2 separate regions of the Mus musculus genome follow, and region 1 is linked to region 2. The links are chromatin contacts, called in public promoter capture Hi-C maps. All regions are on one chromosome and are shown on one strand. The core of a region is the stretch at or near the end of the contact, and the rest is flanking DNA. Distances in the headings are between cores, read along the strand shown.

Region 1 (2,935 bases), core at 126-2,625, 98 kb before region 2:
TCTGGCTGCGACTTCTCTTGAATGTCTGGATCAGTTATCTGCTGTGGCTTGTCACCCGTTTTCTCCGTTGTCTTTATTAGTTTCTCCTTTGGAAATTCAGTCTGTGTTTGTAGCCCCGGGTCCTTGTCCTTACTTGGCTCTATTAATGTGTCCTTTAATTTAGACCTTTCACTTGATTTTCTCAGCTTGTGCTTTTGAGCTGATGGTTTCCGGTCCCCTAATGGTTCTGGAACTTTCTCCTTAATGGACTCTTCTTGTGTCTCCTCTTGGTCATCTAGTAGTTCTACAGTAATCTGTTCTAGCATCTCTGGAAATTTTTCATCAAAAGAGCTTTTTTGTGCTTTCTTTGAAGCCTTTAATGGTCTCTTTTGTGAGAGTTCTAGACTTGCTTCATCAATGGGTCTTCTTGATTCTTCTTCAAAATCCTCCAGTGGCCCTGAGACTTTCTTTTTAGTTGACTGTCTTAGTTTTTTGTCTGGGAACTTAGTCTGCTCAGGTTGCTCTGTGCCTGACTGCTCTGTGGACTTGAAGTGAGGTTTGAGATCTGCTTCCTCAGTAGACTTCCTTAGCTTCCGGTCTGGGAACTTAGGTTTAGTTACCTCATATGGCTCTGTACTTTTTTCTTTAATTGACTCTTTTTGTTTCTTTTCCGATTTGGTCATCTTGGATGGAGGTAGAGCTTCCTCTTCAACTGATTTTCTTAGTTTTTCACTTCGAATATCTGGTGTCTTCTGCTCTGGATCTATTTTTGTTGGTAGCTGTGTACCTGTTCTTGTAGGTGGTCCTTTGAACACACCTACTGAAACGTCCTGTCGTTGTAGGTCTGGCACCTCATGATTTTTACCTACGGGCACCAAATCCCCCTTGCGTGTCCTGGTTGGCTCTAGTGGCACATTTCCTACATTTCCTGGGTCTCGGTCAGTATTTGGGGACAGCTTAGAGCTTACCTCAAACAAGGTGTCTGCGTTAGCATTATGTAATTTACCAGATTTGGTTCTTTTAGGCTGCAGACTCAGACTCTCATCGGAGTCAGAATTATAATCTCCTGAGACTTCAGACATGTCAGTCGATGCGCCCAAGGCCTCCTAGCAACCTCAACTTCCGACAGCGTCTCTATGGATACCACGATTTCCGGCGGGGTTTTCCAGACTCTTCCCGAGATTTTGTCGATCCTTCCAAGTGCGGACTGTAAAAACCGGCGACCGAAAAAGCACGCCCCCCCCCCCCCCCGCCCCTCTCACGTGTCAGGCCAGCGCTACCCTCTGCCGCCCAGCCGCTCCTTCCGGCCCGTGGCTCGCTTCGGCTCCGCTCGGCTCTCCTCTGCCGCGCTCGCTTCGCCTTCGGCTGTTTCCGGAGCCGCAAGCCGCTGGCTGCGGAGCCGCTCCCGGCGCGGGCTGCAGATGTCGGACCGGCAGGCAGCTGAGGGGCCGGCCTTCTGGAGCCCCGCAGCTCGCCGAGGGTCGGCGGGCGGCGTCGGGGACCGACGGGGAGTGGAGGAGAGCCAGGCGGCCGCCTCAGGTACGCAAGGCCCCGGGCGCTGCAAGGGTGGGTGCCTCTGGGCTCGGGGCCGCGCACCTCGGGCGACCGGGGTCCCCACCGTCACGGGGCCCGCGGCTGCGCTCGAGGTCGTTTTCTACGCGGTTTGGAAATGCCCTGGTTCCAGTCCCGCTCCCTTTCTCGGAGCACCCGGCTTGGCAGTCCGGCTCCTTCCGCCGCGCCTCTTTGGCTTCAGTCGGGGTCCGCATCCCACCTCCATTCCCGCCGCTCTCACCCCTGCCCCTGTCTTTGGCTCTCCGCGCGACCCCACCTGCCTTTCCGCGCGCTCCTGCCGGCGTCTGCTGGGGCGCCCGCCTTCCTCTCAGAACCCCGCTTTGCCCTAGCGTAGGCCCCCGCGCCCAACCTCCGTCCCTTGCATCCTTGAGAGTGGGAGAGATGGAAAGCAGCCAGAATAAGGAGGCTTTGAGGTCTCGAAGGAGCCTGATAGTGAAAGCAAAGGCAGGAACTAGAGGCTGCAGTAGAAATTTTGGTGATGTCTCTCGTTCTCCGAGATCCACCCCTCCTCTTGCTTGGGCCGGTGTCTCCATTTCAGACCACACAAGTTCCTTCGTGTGATTTTACTTAAGTGTCCAAAAGCTATAGGCACAGTCTATCGCGCTGTTACCTTTCAGCCTTGTGACCATCACAGGGGCGTGCGACTAAAAGGATACTTTAGAGGGGAGAGATCTGGTCACACTAAGTGCAAGTGATTGGTTTTATCGAGATCTCAAAGTAGCTGTCACAGTGACTGAGGTACTGCTGTGGATTCCTGATGCTTAGTTGGAATGTGAATCCTCACTTTTAGTGCCCTTGGACAATTGGTTAAACTTCTCTAAACATGTCTGAGTTTCCTCTTGTATAAGATGTGGGTTCTAAAAGTACCTGTGCCTTACAGCATCGGTGGGAGGATCGTGAGCCACTGTGACTAAAGTACTTGATGTGCAACCCAAGATGCCCGCTGTACAAAGCAATTGGAGGAGATTAAAGTCTGATTTAGTACAACTAAATTACTAGAAAAGGTATTCCTGGTTGCTATCTTTCAACATAGTGGCTTTTCTCCATGCCCCTGGTGTGTGGTGCTGCACGAGCACCCCTCCCCCCCCAGCTGTGAATCACGGACAATATTTTTATTGAAAACATCCTAATACATTTTGTCTTTTCTATTTTTAAGGGTTTTTTTTTTGTGCTCTGTGGTAAACAATGCTAACATATATTTGATATTATGGTAATAAAAATTCTAATTAGGGTGGGATGTAGTTAAGCGGTAGAGTTCATTTTCGAGGCCCTGGGTTAGTCCCTAGTGCTACCAAGAAAGAAAAGGGGAAAAAAATTAAGTGTACTTTCTGAAAGATTATAAAGATTAAACATATAAGCCCTTATACAGGTATATGTTTTATAA
Region 2 (2,889 bases), core at 15-2,514:
CACTCAATCCCTTCCAGTACATCTGAGGAAGCAGAAGAGACTCAAAGATAGTGAAAGATAAAGGGAGTGTGTCCTCCAAAGCCTGGGCCCCTGGAAAGAACAGTCATGCTTGAAAGAGAACAACACAGCTACCTGGAAGGTGGCCAGCTGCACACTCCGAGTGGCAAACACAGGACCTACCTGAACTACGTTTAGAAAATAGTGTTTTGTGTTTCTTCCTCAGTTGCTCCAGCTAATTTTTTGGGACAGTCTCTCACTGTCCTTAGAGGTCAATGTCTTGCTAGCGGAGCCCTAGAAATCCTACAGTTTTCTAACTCTCAGTGCTCCTATTAGAGTCAGGTGGCCTCTTCTTTTTTTTTTTTTTTTTTTTTTTTTTTGAGACAGTTTCTCTACAGAACCCTGGCTGTCCTGAAACACACTGAGATCTGCCTGCCTCTGCCTCCTCAGTACTGGGATTAGACCACTACTCCAGCTCTGTGTATGTGTGTGTTCACAATTGCTGAAAGGATGCCCATTGGACCATCCCCAGCACCTCGTTTCTTAGTTTTGACTTTGGAGGGTGTTGGGGGTTTACTTGTTTGGGGTTCATATCACCATTTTCAGTAGGTCGTGCGATGGCAGAACATGACGTTAACTCCATGAATGTGTACGCAGCGCATTACTAGTTACTGTCTGGGGGCTGAGGTGATCCAACAGACCTGAGATTGGAGCCCACACTTGTCTGGAGATGTCTATGTTTTGGCCTCTGCCCCTTAAACTGAGAGAGAGCTTTGGTGAACCCAAAGTTGTGCAAGTACCCAGGGTTTGAGCAGAGGACAGACAGGCAGACCAGTTTGGTGACCTAGGTCCCTCTAGCTGAACTCTAGAGAAGACAGGAGACCATGAGCCCAGGAGATGGCAAACCCGAGAGTTTTTCAGTGGAGAGATGGGACTCACCTTGAACACTGGGCCTCCCAGTCGCTTCATCAGAAATAGGAAGTGATTATTTACTTAGTACTGGAGGGGAATGACACAATTTATGTAGCCCAGACTGGTATTAATCCTTTCAGTTTTCTGCCTCTCAAGGCTGAGATTACAGGCATGTGGCACAAGCCAGTCCAGAGAAGCAGTCATATCATTAGTTTTCAAGACTAAAACAAGCCCAGAGGCTCGGCAATTTCTGTTAGACTCTGAAGCCTGGACATTTCCCAGGCCTCGGGTAGTACCTTCCTAAGGCGGGTGCAGAGGGAGCGCGCAAGCCTCACTGGGCCAGAGTGGGTGGGAGCCACCGTAGCTTTAATGGGCGGTTCTCTGGGAGCTTCGGGGTGTAGGGCGCAGCTGCCCAAGCGGGGTCCCCGGAAGCGCCCGAGGCCAAGCTGGCCGTGCGCATCCTCTGGGCTGGACCAGTAAAGGCGCAGTTGCTGGGCCCCACCCAACTAAGGCACTGGGCCTGGAGGGGGGCTCCCCCGCGTCGCCGAGGAGATGGCGCTGCATGTGCGTTGACTGCACCCACGCCTCGAGGGTCCCATCACTGCGTCCCGCGAGTCTCCTGGGAGAGAGAGCATGGAGCGCCCGGAGTCAGAGCTGATCCGGCAGAGCTGGCGGGTAGTGAGCCGCAGCCCTCTGGAACATGGCACTGTCCTGTTCGCCAGGTGAGAGCTGCGGGGCACTGGGGCGCGAGTGAAGGGGTGCCTAACCGTAGTGGGCTCGAGATTGCTTGGCTTGTCACTGATGGAGGAGAAATTGCCCGCCTGCTGTGGTGCTTCTGAGAGAGGGGTGTGTGCGCAGCGACAGGTGGTGCTGTCCCATCTGCTCTTCCCGGATAGCAGTAGCTCTTATCTGAACTGGTTGAGGTCCGATGGGGTCCTTTACCAGCACCCACAGTGTGGGCAGGTAGATGCAATGCCCCCACTCTCCTCCCATTGTTATCTCAGTGTCCCGTGGCTAGTAAATGCAGGGCCACTCACAGGAGCTGGGCCGGTAGGAGGAAATGAGTGACTCAAAGGGCTAGTTAGTGTATGCAGGCACCTAGAACGGTAGAACGGACCCCGTTCCCGCTCGAATGGAAGGAGACCATGTAGTCCTGGCCCAGGAGAACTCAAGTTCAGCTACCAGTAAGATGAGAAAGCACAGGCTTAGGACCAGAGAAGCTCCAGGAGGGAGGCATCCAGTCTCACCGCCCCCCCCCCGGGGGGGGAGGGGAGGTAGAGAGAGAGAGAAGGAGGGAGGGAGGGAGGGAGGGAGGGAGGGAGAGAGAGAGAGAGAGAGAGAGACCACCCCACAGAAAGCCTGCTGGTTTTCAGCTTCACCTCAGGCTCTGTCACCAAAGGGCCACACTCCCTCATCGCAGCTCCCTAGGCCAGCTCAAAACTTTCAAACAGGACTTTACAAAGCCTCTTCCAGATGGAAAGGGAATAAATTCAGTGACACAAAAGAGTTACACAAAAATGCAAGCTCTCCCCAGCGAGGCTGAAGTTTTTTTGGTTGTGCCAACTGTATTTTTCTAAACTCATTCCCCCAGATTCTGATACCCACTGTGGCTTTACTGTGTAACTTAAGGCAGCTTGCTTAACAAACTCTCTGAGCTTCTGTTTCTTCCTTTGAACTCACTGCTTAACTGTATGGGGGGGGGGGGGGCAGTGCTCAATCACAGTTAACCACATGGGAAATACTTAGTGCTCAGTAGTTCAAGGAGTGTGTTCTTGATGCTATTGCCCGTTTAAGCCTTAGATACAAGGGCATTGAGAAGTTTTGATCCAAAAGGGAAGGTTCCTCCTAGATTTTGGTTTGAGATGCCTACCTGTCCCAAACTCAGCCTTCAATTGTTTACGGAGGAGCTACTGTCTGTCAGGTAATGTGAGAGTCTGGGGACATAAGTGTCCTCTGAAGAGTGCTCAGAGAGAGGGGGCA

The links. Capture Hi-C pulls out chosen DNA fragments and counts their contacts.
Region 1: a promoter capture Hi-C map of pancreatic islet shows a contact between it and region 2. The contact joins the promoter of Tmed8 here to the promoter of Ngb in region 2. A contact is called at or near these places in 10 of 39 promoter capture datasets (the 3T3-L1 cell line, embryonic stem cells, frontonasal cranial neural crest and 6 more), 1 of 484 Hi-C or Micro-C datasets (embryonic stem cells), 2 of 115 datasets of contacts at active chromatin or transcription factors (both in embryonic stem cells) and 3 of 9 other capture datasets (adipose tissue, embryonic stem cells and pancreatic islet).

What each region holds. Positions count from the first base shown.
Region 1 is chr12:87,198,669-87,201,603 of GRCm38.p6, reverse strand. It overlaps Tmed8 (transmembrane p24 trafficking protein 8), which reads left to right and starts at 1,375. Exons shown (of 6, transcript NM_001033475.3): 1 at 1,375-1,518. The coding sequence starts at 1,401. It overlaps Samd15 (sterile alpha motif domain containing 15), which reads right to left and starts at 1,096. Exons shown (of 4, transcript NM_001290288.2): 1 at 1-1,096. The coding sequence starts at 1,061.
Region 2 is chr12:87,100,914-87,103,802 of GRCm38.p6, reverse strand. Ngb (neuroglobin) reads left to right here and starts at 1,264. Exons shown (of 4, transcript NM_022414.2): 1 at 1,264-1,631. The coding sequence starts at 1,543.